4 separate regions of the Mus musculus genome follow, and all the other regions are linked to region 1. The links are chromatin contacts, called in public Hi-C maps. All regions are on one chromosome and are shown on one strand. Each heading gives the region's core, a stretch centred on a gene start, on an enhancer-like site or on the middle of the called end of the contact. The rest is flanking DNA. Distances are from core to core; before and after follow the strand shown.

Evidence for each region. Hi-C and Micro-C count contacts between places; a contact is called where the count stands out from the background.
Region 2: a contact with region 1 is called in a Hi-C map of liver, with 1.9 times the contacts expected there. The contact joins the promoter of Entpd5 here to the promoter of Acot3 in region 1. A contact is called at or near these places in 1 of 39 promoter capture datasets (hippocampal neurons) and 1 of 484 Hi-C or Micro-C datasets (liver).
Region 3: a contact with region 1 is called in a Hi-C map of bone marrow-derived macrophages, with 27 read pairs. The contact joins the promoter of Papln here to the promoter of Acot3 in region 1. A contact is called at or near these places in 9 of 39 promoter capture datasets (the C10 cell line, cranial neural crest, embryonic stem cells and 4 more), 2 of 15 datasets of contacts at CTCF or cohesin (embryonic stem cells and large pre-B cells), 16 of 484 Hi-C or Micro-C datasets (the G1E-ER4 cell line, the HL-1 cell line, LSK cells and 3 more), 12 of 115 datasets of contacts at active chromatin or transcription factors (T-cell acute lymphoblastic leukemia, bone marrow-derived macrophages, embryonic limb bud and 5 more) and 5 of 9 other capture datasets (adipose tissue, embryonic stem cells, liver and 2 more).
Region 4: a contact with region 1 is called in a Hi-C map of liver, with 2.0 times the contacts expected there. The contact joins the enhancer-like site here to the promoter of Acot3 in region 1. A contact is called at or near these places in 3 of 39 promoter capture datasets (embryonic stem cells and neural stem cells), 3 of 15 datasets of contacts at CTCF or cohesin (embryonic stem cells, large pre-B cells and pro-B cells), 19 of 484 Hi-C or Micro-C datasets (the Ba/F3 cell line, the G1E-ER4 cell line, the HL-1 cell line and 6 more), 4 of 115 datasets of contacts at active chromatin or transcription factors (astrocytes, embryonic stem cells and stem cell-derived neural progenitor cells) and 5 of 9 other capture datasets (adipose tissue, embryonic stem cells, liver and 2 more).

What each region holds. Positions count from the first base shown.
Region 1 is chr12:84,049,887-84,053,876 of GRCm38.p6, reverse strand. Acot3 (acyl-CoA thioesterase 3) reads right to left here and starts at 1,733. Exons shown (of 4, transcript NM_001346701.1): 1 at 1,697-1,733; 2 at 1-404. The coding sequence starts at 392. Gm40474 (a long non-coding RNA gene) reads left to right here and starts at 100. Exons shown (of 3, transcript XR_872870.2): 1 at 100-381.
Region 2 is chr12:84,407,010-84,410,999 of GRCm38.p6, reverse strand. It overlaps Entpd5 (ectonucleoside triphosphate diphosphohydrolase 5), which reads left to right and starts at 1,971. Exons shown (of 16, transcript NM_001026214.2): 1 at 1,971-2,030. Bbof1 (basal body orientation factor 1) reads right to left here and starts at 1,932. Exons shown (of 12, transcript NM_028377.3): 1 at 1,745-1,932. The coding sequence starts at 1,818.
Region 3 is chr12:83,761,490-83,765,479 of GRCm38.p6, reverse strand. Papln (papilin, proteoglycan-like sulfated glycoprotein) reads right to left here and starts at 1,846. Exons shown (of 27, transcript NM_130887.3): 1 at 1,764-1,846.
Region 4 is chr12:83,788,811-83,792,800 of GRCm38.p6, reverse strand. Papln (papilin, proteoglycan-like sulfated glycoprotein) reads right to left here. Exons shown (of 27, transcript NM_130887.3): 26 at 3,480-3,646; 27 at 417-969. The coding sequence ends at 794. Among named protein-coding and RNA genes, the nearest start is that of Papln, 27 kb to the right of the region's middle. Within about 2 kb of position 2,225, at least 23 of the 459 cell types and tissues checked have an H3K27ac peak or open chromatin away from gene starts, as enhancers often do. A contact at or near this core is called in cerebral cortex and liver, where this site is marked.

The DNA of each region.
Region 1 (3,990 bases), core at 484-2,983:
GCCATGAAGTGACGCTCGTGCACCGCCCGCGCCAGCCGCTGCCCGCCGTCGGGCTCGTGTCCGTCCAGCACCTCCAGCTCCACCACAAAGGGCGTCTGCACGTCGCGCTTGATCAGGCGCCAGAAAGGCCGATCGGGCTCCATGGCCCAGAGCAGCCCCATGGGCTCGAGCCCCGAGAAGCTGCCGCCCAGCGCGGGCGTGCGCGCCAGGTCCAGCTCGCCGTGGGAGTCCGCGCGGTAGCGCGCGTGGGCTCGGAAGAGCGCGCCCTTCTCGTCGCGCAGGACAGAGCGCAGCGTGACGGGCTGCTCCGGGGCCAGGCCGCGCACAGCGATGTGCACCGGCTGGTCACAAAGGCAACCACCCGCGGGCTCCAGGATCACAGTAGGTGCCATCCGGTTCGGGTTCTGGGTGGTAAATGCGTGCATTGGTTCTGATTGTGGCTCTGGCTTTGTGGCTTTTAGGCCTCCCTGGACTTGCTGTTACAGCTTAAAGTGTTCCTGGTTCTCTTAGAGAGAGCCTCTGTGATAAGCCCGTTAGCGTTTGTTAAGTACGGGAGATGCATAATGATTAATCTTGTCTTACAACTTGGTACGTGTTGAAATCGTGTTTAAAAAGAAAGATTGGGAAAGATACCGCTACAAAAGTCTGGATTGTGCCAAAGCATATCAGGGAACTGTCATTCTACTGATCCATGCCAAACAAGCCCTTATTCCCTTACTCTCCTTACGCCCCTTCCAAGCCTCTTTCTAGTCTTTGTGGAACCTGGAGCCACTTCTGCTGAAACCAGACTGATTCTGCTCCTTAATTACATTCCAGGTAGCGGTGCCGGTGGTGGTGGTTGTTTTGAGATAAGGTTTCCTCACTCTCAAGTTGACCTTGAATTTTCTATGTAGCTAAGGATGGCCTGAATTTCCTGCCCCCACCTTCCAAATGTTGGGAATCAGGGCCTGCCTGCACCACCAGCTCTGCGCTCGTCCGGTTCCTTGTCAAGATGTGTAACCATTTGTCCTTAACTGAAAAGGTTTCCTAGAATGAGTCAATGGGCAGGGAGTTGGTGTTTTCCAGCTCAGCTGAGAGAGAAAGTTCAAGCAAACTGGGTTTTTTGGAAAGGTTTCGTAAATAGACGTGTTACAAAAGCAAGGGCAACTGCTCTGTAGAAAGAGAGAGCAGGCATGTTAGAGTTGGGAATAGAGGGAGAAAAGGGCTTGCAGCTGGGCGAGAGACAGCTAAGTTGGGTCAGGGTTGGCAGGTAGACAGGCTTCTCCGAAGCTCCTTCCCCAAGAAAGACAAACAAGGCCTTGTGGCTCATTAACAGAGTCTTGCTTCTAATGGAGCTAATTGTAGCTGACTAAGTTTTAAGGGTGGCTTCTAAAAAAAAAAAAAAAAGAAAGAAAGAAACAAACCAAAAAACCCCAAAAAACAAAAACCCAAAACCAAAAAAAACATGACCTAATCCTATTCCAGACTGCACCTACTATAAGCTAAATATGAGGTAACCAAGAAAAACCACAGCTATGTCTTGGTAGCTGTGATAACTGTTAACTCTCCATAGACAGAAAAGGAAAAAGGCCCGTGGTCACGCTAGAGCTAATGACATAAGGCAGAACCAAAGAGAGGATAAATAACATGACTAGCCGACCCCAGAAAGCTCCAAGACTAGCCAGACCGTGCAAGGTTGGAGTAGTGCAACACTTACCAGCAGACAGACAAGGTCAAGAGCTAATAACGGCAGAAGTCAGAGATGGACAGAGAAGGGCTTCAACCAGCCCTAACCAGGCAAGCATAAACAGCTTTTGAGCTCCCTGATTGGACCAGGTGACTGTGCATAGACTATGTGCCTTCCAATGTTCAACTTTCCCATACTCAGATAATCTACCTCAGTGTTGGTCCACTGTCTGTGTTGAGTCCTATAAGAAGTCCCTAGATAAGCTCAAAGAATTTGATTTTCTTCTCTTGGGGAACCTCTCCGGAATTCTGCTTTCTGCTGTATTTCATCTTTATTCTGTCAGCTTTCTACCTGTAGTAATAAAATTATTCCTCAAGCGTTGTCAGTGAATTTCATTCTTCAAGTTTCTGATAAGTCAGGGAGACAGCCCCCCCCCCCACTCCCCATTGCCACAGCGCTGGTTGCACTCACAGGGACGCTCCTGCGTTTCCATTCTTTGTAACTCTTGAAGAAACATTCTCCCAAAGGTTGCAGTCAGGTAATTTCAAATATAGCCCATGGTCAATATATCAAATATATCAAATATATCCCATGGTCAATAGCCTCATGTCACTTTCCGAACTTTTTGTATTTGGTCCCTGGTGAATGTGTAAGCACCTCTGCTGGTTTTGGAAATTTGTGTAGCTGTAAAAATTTTTTCAAAAAATAGAGGTTCAGATCCCTCTTATGGTGGTTTAGTCACTCTTGGAGCTGAATTTTATCCTATCTTTTGGTGTTTTGTAGAGGAGGAGGCTCGAAGGTAGATAGCTTGTGGTAGCCTGGCTTGTGCTCTGTGTACTGAAAATGGCTCTTTAAAAGCCCTCACACAACTCTTTAAGGGAGATGTAAGAATCAGGTTTGCCTGCCTGTGACAAACCACCTGAGCTACCCAGCTTATTACTACAAGGGAGAAAGGCTTCTCTTAGCTCCTGGCTTCAGAGGCCCCAGTCTACAGCAGCTCGGCTTTATTGCCCTGGGTCTGTGGTCAGACAGAACACCATTACAGGACACCTGTGGCAGAGCAGAGCTGCCCCCTTCCTGGCAGCTGGAAGCAGAGGGGGAGGGGTGAAATCTCCTTCAAGGGCATGCTCCCTGTGGTCTGAACCTCTTCCATCAGGCCCTACCTCCTAAGGTCCGTATGACCTCCCAGTAGCGCCGCAGACTGGAAACCAAGTGTTTAGCATGTAGCCTTTGGAGGACTTTTGAGAGTCAAACATAACTGGAAGGTTGCCTTGTTCTAAGGATAATTAACTGAAATGGAAGGCAGGGTTTTTCAAAACGACCGATGCCCCTGTGTGCAAAGTCTTGTCATCCTAGTGACACATTGGTCCCACCCCTCTTGATTCCTCAAAACACTGATCTTTAACTCACCTGATTGGGTGCTCACCATGACCTTTCCCTTAGTTGCAGCTGATGCTCAGGCTGAGAGATTAAATGCTTCATGGACCACTGATTGCTTTTATAATTTTATTGAATGATCAATAAGCATTCCCACAGAACTGGGATATGGAACTGTCTCGGAGCCTTAGGAGACATGGATTTATAGAAACACATGACCGCGATCCACTACCGACAACATTCTTTCTCTCTGATATCTCTTCCTCTAACCACCTAGGGAATATTTAAGTATTTGGAAAATAATAAATATTTATTTGTGGGTTTTGTGTTTGTTTTTATTTTTGAAGCAGGGTCTCACCATGTGGTCCTTGATGGCCTAGAACATACAAACCGCGGTGGCCTCAAACTCACAGATTATTTTTTGTATTTACTAAAATGAGGTCATCTGCAGAGTTTTTCTCCAACTTCTCATAATTAAGGTCAAGAAAGCCTCCATATTCATGAAACAGAAGAACAGAACATCTAGCTCTGGTCCTATCTAAGGGCTGGGGTGTGTCTCAGCAGTACAGGATTTGGCTAGCAAGAACAAGCTATGTAGTCCATCTCTGGTACCAGTAGTAAGTAAAATAAGAAAAAAAGTCTTTAAAAATCATAGTCAAGCCAGGCATGGTGCCACATGCCTTTAATCCCAGTACTCGGGAGGCAGAGGCAGGCAGATTTCTGAGTTTGAGGCCAGCCTGGTCTACAAAGTGAGTTCCAGGACAGCCAGGGCTACACAGAGAAACCCTGTCTCAAAAAAAAAAAAAAAATCATAGTCAAGATCCTGTAAGAAGCTCTGCTCTCAAATTCAGACTGGCTATTGTGTCCTGCCTTTCTCCTGGAACACTTTACTAAATGGGATAATTGAATATTTCCTGTGGTTTCTGAGGTTGAAGTGTGTACTGGCT
Region 2 (3,990 bases), core at 722-3,221, 360 kb before region 1:
TATCATTTCTATTTTGTTTGGCTTGCCTGACACATAAAAGCATATATTGTTGGACTAATGCATTAATACATTAATAATATATATATATATTAGTATTCATATAAGAGACTTAAATTGGTGCTTCTTCCTCAAGAGGAGAACTTTGGAGTATGACTATTAATTATTTTTGAAGTATGACTTAAAGGATGAGAAAAACAAAGAGGAAATAAGAGGCCAAATGTATTTCATAAAGCTCTCTAGCTTCTCATGTACTCCATTCTCCATATTCTTGTTTCCTGCTCTTTGCTGTGCTGAGTATCAGACCCAGGCTCGAGCATGCTAGGCAAGTGCTCTGCAATCCTTTCTCCTCTTTCACTCAGTTGTGAGCCTGGGTCTCATGTTCTACACGAAGACACAATTGTTGTATATCTGTCCTCTCCACAGCCTTTGTTGCTATTGTTTTGTTTTGCTTAGTTCTTAGACAAAGGATCAGGTTACTTGGGGCAGGTATGTTAAGTACTTCATTTGTTGGTAAGTACTTCATGTTAAGTACTTCAATTGTTGGTAACACATTATCCCAGGCTTTAAGGATGCCTGAAAAACACACACCATAGTCATTGATGCAGAGATGGGGGAAAAAAAAAGTAAGACCTTGGGAATGTAGACATGTAGAAGCAGAATGTACAGTAAGCATACATCAGGTAGAAGTAGAATGTATAATAAGCATACATTAGGAAGAAGAAGACTGAATGGTATGCATACATCAGGTAAAGTTAGAGTGCATGGTATGCATGTATCAGGTAGAAGTAGAAGTAGAATGCATGGTAAGTATACATCAAGGCCCTAGGATGGATTCAAAAGGTAAAGTCCTTTGAAATAAAGATTGCACCAGCATTAACAAAACACTGTGGTACAGAGCTGGAGAGATAGCTCAGAGATTAAGAGCACTGACTGTTCTTCCAGAGGTTCTGAGTTCAACTCCCAGCAACCACATGGTGGCTCACAACCATCTGTAATGGGATCTTCTGGAGTGTGCCTAAAGACAGCATACAGTGTATGCATATAAATAAAAATAAACAAATCTTTTTTAAAAAGAAAGTTACTCTCTTAAGTTACTTTGCTGGAGATGGTACCTAGGACCCTGCACAAGAAGCACTCTATCACTGAACTACACTCAGACTTGTTTTTAAAGACGAGGTCTCCATATGTAGCAGTGGCTGTGATCTCCCTGCCTCAGCCTCCAGAGCAATGCGACCAGAGGTGTGTGTTACTTAACTTGTCTCCAGAGAATTCACATTACAGTCACAAGCTTAAGCGATCCCTTTGCATTTCTCATCTACGGCGTTGAACTCCTTGTGTGACTCCAAAGTCCTGAGGAACCATCCTGTAGCCCAGTCATTCTATTGACATTCTAGCAACAATTCCTAGGGACCATCCATGGGGTTAGCGCTATAGCTGTTCACTCTGTGTCTCTGTGTGTGGTGTTTGTGTGTGTACTGATCCGTCCAGTTAAATCATTTCGCGTGCTCCCTTTGATCCCAAGAGGATTCCTGAATGACCCAAGGAACAACTTTAACCACTCAGACAAGAGCTAGAATAGAAAAGAATGTGTTTATATCAGTCTCACAATGGAGAGCTCTCAGATCTTAGGGCCAATCAAGAATGAACAGGAGCTGTCCACAAAAGCCTGACAGAGGCATCCAGTTAGCGCCGCAAAATGACAAGGGTAGGCAGGGGGAACGGGGAGCCTCTGCGCTGCTCTTACTTTGGTTCTTTGCCTTTGTTTTTGCCTTTCCTCTTGTCTTTCCTCTTGTCTTTCCTCTTGTCCTTCGCCGGCATCTTGACTTCTGCGGGAGTCTCACCGTGCTGGTGTCCTGGTGGCCGCCACCTGGGCCGACTCCGTCTCTAAGGAAACCACCACGCCGAAGGGCTAACGTCCTCCGCGCCGTTGAGGGCACGCGGAGGGCGCACGCGCGTGACGTGACCGCGGCGAGGGGCGGGGCGGAGATCGCTCCGAGGCGGCGGGCGTCCGCGCCAGGGCGGCGCGCGCGGTGAGTGTGCACGAGCCTCGGCGGCGCTCCCGGGGTTGGAGCCGGGCGGGAGGCCGGGAGCTCGGCAGGGGCGGGTGTCGGGCGCGGGGCTGCGGCGTCTTAGCCTCCCACGACTTGTCTCGCGCCCCCTGAGGCTCCATGGCCGGCGGCTCTCCGACCGCCCCGCGCGCATCGGAGCGGCGCCAGTGAGGCTTGAAGCGCTTCCAGTCGGGCGGGCGGATCTTCCAAGCCTCTGGCGCGGCCACCGTGGCGGTCCTGCCCGCATCCCTGCTTCTGTCTCGGTGGCGGCGCCCTCGCTGCCCGCCTCATGCTTACCTCCCCTCCATCCTCGCTTCTGTCTCGCGGGCTCCCTGGAGGACAGTGCACCCGGGGACATCCCAGGCCAAACGCTTTCAGGGAGGCAGTTGACTTTTCCGAGGGCGGTGGCTTGAGTGAGGCTGTCAGCCTCCGAGGGTCCGCGGGCTCCGGTGCTCAGACTCTGGCTCCCCTGCCTGGAGCGGTGTGGCGGGGGGGGGGGGGGGGGATCGTTGGTCCCCGGATCTAGGTGGCAGGTGCTTGGCTCCAGCCGACCGCCAGGTTCCTGTTAGTTAACATCGCCCACATCCTCTAGTGCCTGAAGTCCCATTGCTGCAAGTTGCATAAAGTTGCAAGCACTTGCCTCGCACCCGGGTTCCCGAGGAGTAGTACTCCATCCAGTATTCTAGTTGGTTCAGAAGAGGAACCCTGTGATTATGTCTTCATTCACTGAGCGTGAGTGAGTCATTACGGAAGACAGGTATTGTGGCTGCCTTGTCAATAGGCTTGGGAGTGAAGCGCGGTTCTGCTTTATCACTCCGCTTCAAATTTCATTTAACATTTATTTTGAAACATCATTGTTAGAACTCCTCCTCCCCTCTCTCTAGGGAGACCTTAGTTACTAAGCCCCTAACTGTAAGGTGACATCTTTGACCTCTAAATCTCTCTTTTCCCACCTCATCCCCCCCCCAGAGGGCGTGGTTTGTGTGGTTTGTAAATTTTGCGGTTAGAGTAAGCAAGTAGATTTGATGAGAGACCTTGGAAACCGTTTGAACCTTCTGCTAGCACGGCTATGGCCTATTTTGACTATATTTCTGGTGACATGCCATGAACTTATGAGTAGAATCACCTCTACATCATGTACCTTCCCTTAGATAATGTACATTACCTCTGAGAAGCAATCTATAAAGCACCTATTGCTAACTAGCAGAAAGGGAGTAGGGGCATTTTCTGTCATAGGTATGTATATTTAGACTTTTTATTTATTTGTTTGTTTGTTTGTTTTACAAAAATTGGTTGTAAATAAAAGCCAGTCCCACATTTACCATTTGAATATACTTCTACAGATTATCTCAGACATAAAATTTTGACTTAAAATAAAAGTGTCTTTGTTTATTTTTTTCACCGTTATTTTTATTTTATATATATGGACGTTCTGCCTGCAAATCTATGTGCTAGGTGTATGCAGTGCCTCTGGAGGCCAGAAGAGGTCGTTGGAACTTGAATTAGAGATGGTTGTGAGCTGACATGTGGATGCTGAGAATCAAACCTGGGACCTCTGGACTAGCATCCAGTGATCTTAACCCAGAGCCATCTCTCCAGACCATCACCCCCTCTTTTGAGATCCAGCCTCACTATGTGTGTTTTCCTGGACTAGAACTCTCAAAGATCTGCTTTCCTTTGCCTCCGAGTGCTGCAATTAAAGATGTGGAGCCTGGGAACGTTGCTTCTTAACATATGCATAGTGCTTTTCTTATTTTATTTTTCTTTCCCAAAACAGAATTCCTCCATGTAGCCTTGGCTCTCTCTGTAGACCAGGCTGTTCTGGAAATCACAGAGATCAGCCTGCCTCTGCCTCCCAAATGCTGGGATTAAAGGCATGTGCCACCACAGCCAGGTGGCAGGTTTGTTGTTGTTATTGTTGTTTTGAGGCAGTGTCTAGTAT
Region 3 (3,990 bases), core at 597-3,096, 290 kb after region 1:
TTTAAAAGGCCGTTTCATTCCCTTTAAAGACAACTAATAAAAATAGATTTGCAGACAGGTTTTCATTACTCAAATTAAGTGGTGTGTGTGTGTATGCGCGCGCATGTGTGGTGTGAGTGTGAGTGTGTGGTGTTGCGTGGGTGTGAAGACCAGGGTTGATCACTGGTGTCCTCCACAGCTGCTCGGCTCCCTTACTTTTTGAGACAATGTCTTTGAACCCATAGCTCTGCTTTTTCTACTAGGCTGGCTGGCCAATTAGGTAGGAGGGATCCGCCTCCTCTCTCCTCCCACCCAGGGCTGGGGTTACAGAGCTTGCTGCAGGTCTGAATGCTTGCACAGCAAACAGTTCACTGACAGAGCCATCTTCCCAGCCCCCCACTACCCAAAAATAGTCCCAGCTACTGAGATGCTGGATACCCATTCACTACAATACCACTAGAGCCCAGGAGTTCAAGGCCAGTCTGGACAAAAAGGCTCAGCCCAAATTCAACTGCTTTTAAAATCTAAGTGCAAATCTTGGGGTACATGCTTAACTATGCCGAGACCCCTCAGCACCCATCCATGTTCTCTCTCTCTCTCTCTCTCTCTCTCTCTCTCTCTCTCTCTCTCTCTCTCTTCCTGTTTTAAAACCAAAAAGCCAACCCTTGCCTGCACAGGATCACCTCCTTCAGTCTTCACAAGGAGAGTACGCCCGCTTGAACCCAGAGTTGTGTGTAGGGTGTGCACATGTGCGGGCATAGCACTCTTATGAGCATGCGCACATTAGGTGTCTGCATAGTGCGGGGTGTGCTCGCGTGTGTGCACATGTTTCTGTATCAGAGACACGTAAGCAGTGTGCAGTTCAGTACAGGACATTAAACAAGCGCTGACAGGTATGTTAATGTTAAAATCTGTAATTCTAACTGATGTTCTGAATTCTTTTTACAATAAAACAACTTGCAGTCGTTTTATAGGTATGAAATATCGCGTTCAAAAGCCACGTTCAGCAAAGTTTACACCAGCATACGCATGGATGTAAGCCCTGGCTAATTTGTCACAGTCAGCAAGTCATTCTAATCACAGACTGCTGGGGAGAAGGTTGGAAGGGGGTCTAGTGCGCACTTGAGATGTGGGGATGCTGGGGGCAGCAGAGATCAAGGACTGACTGATGACGGGACTGGGAGGCGGGCGGGCGGACTAGCCTGAATGATGAACGTGACCAGAGGGAGACTGAAGAACTCAAGAGCTCCAGTCACTACTGCAGGCGCTGCCCAGACCTGCGACCTAGTGTGTCTGCGATTCCAAAGTCCGGAAAGCTTGATAATGTTCCTTCCTTCAACCTAAGGCCACCCGTGCGGGTCAGGATGACTCTTCCAAACCTGACCTGGGCTGGTGCCCTGTGACCCCAGGGGCACTGAGGCGCGGTTCCTACGGGGGCCCTGGGTGCCTGGCAGGTGCTGGCTGTGGCCTGGAACATCGCCAGGAAGTGCGCTGGCTCTGCAGGCTTCACCCGGGCAGTACAGAGGAGGCGGGGGCGGGGGGGGGGGTATGCTGTTCCAGGAGAAGAGCAGCTGGACTGCGGGGACCCGATTACCCGCCACTCCCCACCCCGGGCTCCAGATGTAGAGCTGAGACCCTCCTCAGTGCTCACGCAGCCACCTCACAGCCAGATCTCCCATGGTCTCTCACTTCCACGCCAACCACTACCTACAGGAGCCAGGCGGGGCAGAGGCCTTCAGATGCCCGGGGCGTGCCCTGCCCAAGGCGCCCGCTTGCCTTCCTACCTGTCTCTTGAAGCCCTGGAGCCGCCTTATCGGTGCCCAGCCTGGGTCAACTGTCAACTTCTCCAGCACCGACTACGAAAGCCAGGGGAGGGGAGGTTGGACTTTCTTTCCCCGCGGCTGGCTGGTTTCCTCCCCGCCCCATCTTCCCCCACCCAGTCGGCTGACACCCACCTCCAATCCCTGAAGGAGCACGGTGCCCCCACCGAGAGGCCCCGGGTACCCAGCATTGCCCCATGCCTCCTCCTTTTGGGTTCCTGCCAAGGCTTTGCTTATTCTTAAAACCTGTGGGCTCTGGGTCTTGGGTCTGAGCCAGCCACCTTTTCAGTCCCACTTCCGGTGCCCCAAGCTCTCCAGGTCTTTGTCAAAACCCCTCCTCGCTACACCAATCTCGCACCGACACACCTGGGTGTCCAACCACCTTCTGAATTTTATACTTTGGCTACAATCAGTTCACATTCACAGACAGACAGACAGACAGACAGACAGACAGACAGACAGACAGGAGAGAGAGAGAGAGAGAGAGAGAGAGAGAGAGAGAGAGAGAGAGAGATTCCCCATCACTATGAATTTACCTCATCCCTTTCCCGCTTTTGAAGCCTCTCCACTCACTCCATCCTGATCCTAGCGGCTGCAATTCCAATGGAGCATGGCAGTAAAAATCTGTGTAGATCGGCTGTGAGTTGAGGCTGGGTAACCACTGTAGCCACAGCCCTGGGCACCAGCTAGCATCAGAGCTATAGGCTCTTACCACTTCCACTTGTGGCAAATTTAATTTCCTTCCTGCTTTTACACCACCACCACCACAGTACCCCCCCCCTCCACACACACACAAATCAAGACATTTCCTTGCCAAACATTCCTTTTCAGAAAACAGAGTTTATTCATCCCTAGAAAAGGGCCTTGGCCCCGGGCCTGTGGAGGTCACAGAAAGAAGCGGGGCTCCTTGCTGACCCTGACCCTGTCACTTCTCTGGCTTTTCTGCCTCCTTCAGAGTTGGGTTGGTGTTTGCACTGAGGGAAGCAGGAAGCTCTTTATATTTCCCAGTGCAGGAGGGGACAGAGACCTGGTTTCAGGGCCCAGGAACACGGGGATTCTTGGATAAAGATGAACTTGGCAGCAAAGGGAGTGATGTGACTTAGAACCTCCCTAGAAAAGGAAAATGTTTCTTCACTCACAATCGACACACACACACACCGCACCACCACCACCCCCCCCACCCCCGCCTCCATCTCCGACCTTCCTGAACTAGGTCAAAGGTCCTTGTTAAAAAAAAAAACGGCAGGAAAAGGTTTCTCCTACTGCAGAAGGCTGGGGCAGCTACGAAGCAACCTTTTCTGATGGTTTTGGTTTGAGGGCTCCTTTTCAGATGCCTGGACTTGGACCCTTTTGTTCTGCCTCAGGGCAGCATCTCTCGGAGCCTAGGCTGGCCTCCGTGTGCAGCATAGGATGATTTCCTGAGTGCCGCGGTTATAGATCCTATGCCCAGCTCATGTAGTCCTAGACGTCAAAGCCAGGGCTCCATGCATGCTGGACACACATTCTAACCAACTGACTGAACCCCAGTCCAGATCCGGATTCTTTCTTTAAAAAAAAAACAAAAAACAAAAACTACTTGTCTTAGACGGGGCTACTATTGCTGTGATGAAACACCATGACCAAAAGCAAGTCAGAGACAAAAGGATTTATTATTTATTGGTTTTTCGAGACAGGGTTTCTCTGTGTAGCCCTTGTTGTCCTGAAACTCGCTGTTGTCCTGAAACTCGCTCTGTAAACCATGCTGGCCTCAAAATAAGAGATCCTCCTCCTGCCTTAGCCTCTGGAGTGCTGGGATTAAAGGTGTGAGCCACCATCCAGCAGGAAAGGGTTTATTTGGCTTACATTTCCACATCAGTGTGGAAAGAAAAGCCAGGAACTCAAGCAGGGCAGGAACCTGGAGATAGGAGCTGATAGAGAGGCCATGGAGGGGTGCTGCTTACTGGCTCACTCCCCATGGCTTGCTCTGCCTACTTTCTTATAGAATCCAGGACCACCTGCCCAGGAGTGGCACCACATAGAATAAGCTGCCTCACCCCCACCCCCAGTCAATTACTAAGAAAATGAATATATGTTTCCTATTGGACATGGTGGTGCAAGTCTCTTTCAAAGTCCAAAGTCAAAGTAAAACTCCAAAATCTCTTTAAAAGTTCAAAGTGTGTCAACAGTGGGCTCCAGTAAAGTAAAAAATTAA
Region 4 (3,990 bases), core at 976-3,475, 260 kb after region 1:
ACTTAAGGAAGCATGACTCTTCACTACTCAGAGCAGGCCAGTGAGCTGTGTAAGGAGTGGACCTTTTCAGGCTGTCTGGCTTTTCCATCCCACACCCCTGCATCGCAGCCTATGGCCTCCACCTTGCTGAGTGCTTTTCCCTGGCATTACACTGTGAGCTTCACACACTGATGGTGGTGAAGGCAGCTGTGCCACTGCCACTGCCCAGGAAGATGGACAGCCTGAATGACTGCTCACCTCTCCCCACACACAGACCTGGATTCTAGCAGGAATCCTTGTCTGACTGAGCAGTTACCGTCCCCCTGCCATCACAGACACCCCACCCAGCTGGCTCTGCAGTGCGCTAAGTGGATTCTCTGTACAAATTGAGCACCTCTCACCCAAAATCAAACGTGCTTCGAAACCCGGACAGTTTTGAAAGCTGACATGGCGATTGGGTCTTTGAAGCTTCGGAGCATTTCAGAACTTTAGGTTAGGGACGTTCAATTAGTAAAGTCTACAAATACTTAATAGCTTAAAACACTTTGGTCCAAAGCATTTCAGATAAAAGGTCCTCGGTGCAGTAGATACTATAGAGGGGAGGTGTAAAGGGTTCCTCTTCTTCACAGCAGCCTGTGGTCATATCAGACAGACCCTGCTGAGCACTACAAGGGAAGCCGGCACTGGCAGCTGCTGGGGCTCAACCCTGGATTTCTGAGAGGGGCAGGATCTGAAAGACGACTCCCTCTGCAAGCCATGTCTTACCATCCCTTCTCCCCAGCAAACTATCCAGACCTGGCGCCACAGCCAGCCTTCATCCCTGCTGCCACACAGGCTGGGCATTTGGCTGGAAGCGGGAGCAGCTGGCACAGCAGAAGCTGGAGTAATATTCATTGCCACAGAGCTGGGCCTGCAGGATCAACGCACAGTTGGCCAGCTCCGGCTGGTCGATGCAGTCCTTGCCTAGGTCCCTGGACTGTGCGGCTGGCGCTGCAGGACAAGGAGAGAAAGGGCTGAGGCAGCTCTCGCTGCAGCCTCTCACAGGCCCTCCTGTGACCCTTATCTGCGGCCTATGCCCAGTGCACAGCCTTTTCCAGGCTTTCCTATTTCTGGCTAGACCATCGACGGCTCCACATTTAACTTCCTGCCCTACTGTCTGGAACTGCAAAGCCAATGACAGCTATATGGGCCCAGATTGGCAGGAAAGATCAGTAGGGTCAGTCCTAGGGAAACCGGAAGTCAGTAAGCCATTGCCATCTTCCTATTGCTACTGGGTTCCACCAACCTCCCAGCTTGCATCTGTCTCCTATATCCCCATCTTTCCTGGTTTCCACCCGAGAACGTGATGAATCTTCAAAGTTCTAAGACTACACGGAGGCCCAAGCCCGCGTGCCACCCTCAATATCCTACGAGTGTCTGGTGATTGTTAAGAATTTGATTCCACTCTCTCATCCTACAATTACCCCCCTTCTCTCTGCAGGCTCTTGCAGCACTGTCCCTACCACCAGGCACACAGCAAAAACCTGAGTGCTGTCTGCTGCCCTGGCCCCACAGCCGTGTCCTCCCCTCAGAAAATGAGGCAGACAGAATGGTTAGCAGACAGCCTTTGTCCCCACAATATATCCTATTCACTTAACCCTTGGGCAGAACAAGCCAGGGTGAGAAAAGCCTAAGCCAACTAACTCCAGTGCTCCCAGTCATGAGACACTCACTATGTGACTCCAAACCAACGAGTTAGAACAGATCTGCAGCCTGGTCAGTGAAAGGAATACAGACAGGCTGGGGGGGGACAGCCGGGCTTCTGGAGAGATGCCTCCAGAATATGGAACATATTCTTAGCCACATGCAGCAGAGAGCAAAAGAGGCCTGTGGCCGTGGGTGGTGTCTGGGAGATCAGCTTGGCAGCCACACATCACCAAAAGCCTAAAAGCCTACTAGCCACCATTGTCAAACAAGCTTCCCTCACTGTAGACACATCTACGGCTGATCACAAATGTAAACATCCAGGTCCCCTTGAGGAGTTTGGTAGTGTGGTAGGTTTTGTCTTAAGTCAGGATAATGTTCTAGAATTCATAGGCATGTGTCACCATGTATCACCATGCTCAGATCCTCAGTCTCCTAAGGTCTCTTCTCTTCACCACAGTAAATCTGCATTCTGGGTTTTCCTGGTCTTATTAGTTTGATCAGTGTATAGATGAGTAGGATTTTCTAGAAACATCAAAGGTAGAAGTCCTGCCATATGGGACTTTGACCAGAGTGTGGTCACACAGGCACACACAGTCACAGCCGTGTGAGTCTCCATATTGCAGAGCACTTGTCTGGGCCCTAGGGTCCCAGGGAGCTCACAGAGGGAAACCTGAGTGTCAGTCTCACAAAGCAACACTGTAGCAGACACCTTCAACCCCTGGCCAGTTCTCACCCGCAGTCTGGCATCCAGGAGGACAGCCAGGCCTGCCCCGGTGGCACGGCAATGTTCAAGCACACCAGGCAGTTGGTACCATTACCGCCAAGCCAAGAACCCTTTCTCTGGCATCTTCGGGATGCACCTCAGGTTATGAGAACTGGCTGTTTGACTGGAGGCTCTGAGCTGTTTGATGTTCCATCTCCCTGAAACACTAAGACCTGTGGAGAGCACTGTGAGGGGCCCCTCCTGCCCTGTCACTTAAACACAGAGCCCCTGCAAGTTTGAACATCAAACAGTCCTGCTTCACGAGTTCTGAGATGGAGCTTAAGAGAACAGGCACAGTAGCACCTTGGAAGCAGAGGCAGGGAGATTAAAGGTGAGACCAGCGTTGGCTACATAACAAGTTCAAGGTCAGCCTGGGCTACATAAGTTAAGTAAAATCAGGAGTCAAAAAGCCTGGGCTTGAGTCCCAGCTGGCCACAAATCTGCTGTGTGAACAAGTGGGAACACCCTGCAGCTCTCTGGCTGCCTGTCTCGTGGAAAAAGGATGAGGGTGACTGTATCCTATTACATGCCTAGATGATCAAAAACACACGTTTCCATCCTACAGCCATTTTTTATATAAATTTTTAATCTTTATCTTTAAATTACAAACTGTACGTGATTTGGAAAGGAGACTGTGCCAACAATGATCAAAGAATCTGTCCTCTGCCTTTTCTATTTATTTGTTCTCCGTGTTTGTCACGGTGCTGGGCTAGAGCCTAAGGCCTTAGGCAAGAGCTCTGCACTGAGCCACAGCCCAGACCCACAGGGCCTTCTGCCACCCTGATTAGAATTTGGACTTTAGCAGCCAACCACCATGAACATTATGTTAGGGATAAAGCTGAATGACAGAACTCTGACCACTTTGCTACATCTTCACCATGGCCTTAGATGGTGGGCTAGCCCCAGTAAAGCAGGGCTCTGGGGCCATAAGAAACACCCACCCCTGTTACAGTGCCAGTAACCAGAACGTGAGCACAGATGAGAACGTGCCCGTGGCCCTTGGTGCTCAGCTGCCTTCAGGACAGCAAAGCCCATGACGAGCCTTTCTCACCTGGGAGGGCCACCTTCACCTCGGTGCTGCGACTCACAGCCTGGCTCCCACGGAAGGCACTGCATGTGTAAGAGCCCTCGTCCCTGGGCCGCAAGTTGTGGATCAACAGTGTGCCATCTGGGGACTGGTGCACACGGTGACCGTCGGCCTGTATTGGCAGGCCATTCCTGGAGGGGAGAGAACATCGGGAGAGATACGCCCTGAGAGGCCTGGAAGAGGAGAAAGACATTAGCCAAGGCTATTCCAGAGCTAACCTTCTCTCCCCATGAGGGTGGGTAGATGACACCTCAGGGAAGAGGGGACAGGTGCACTCAATTGGTAGGAGGACATTAAAAGCCAGTGGCACAACTCAGCTCACTCATTACAATTTGCCCTGAATCCACAAAGGAGCCCACTCCAGCTGGTCACTGACAAATGCCAGGCCCCAGGGTCAGGGGAAGGGTACATGTGCCTTCATGGCACAGGAGAGGTTGCCAGTGTCCAGAGAGCCTCCCACAAGAAAGAGGCAGCT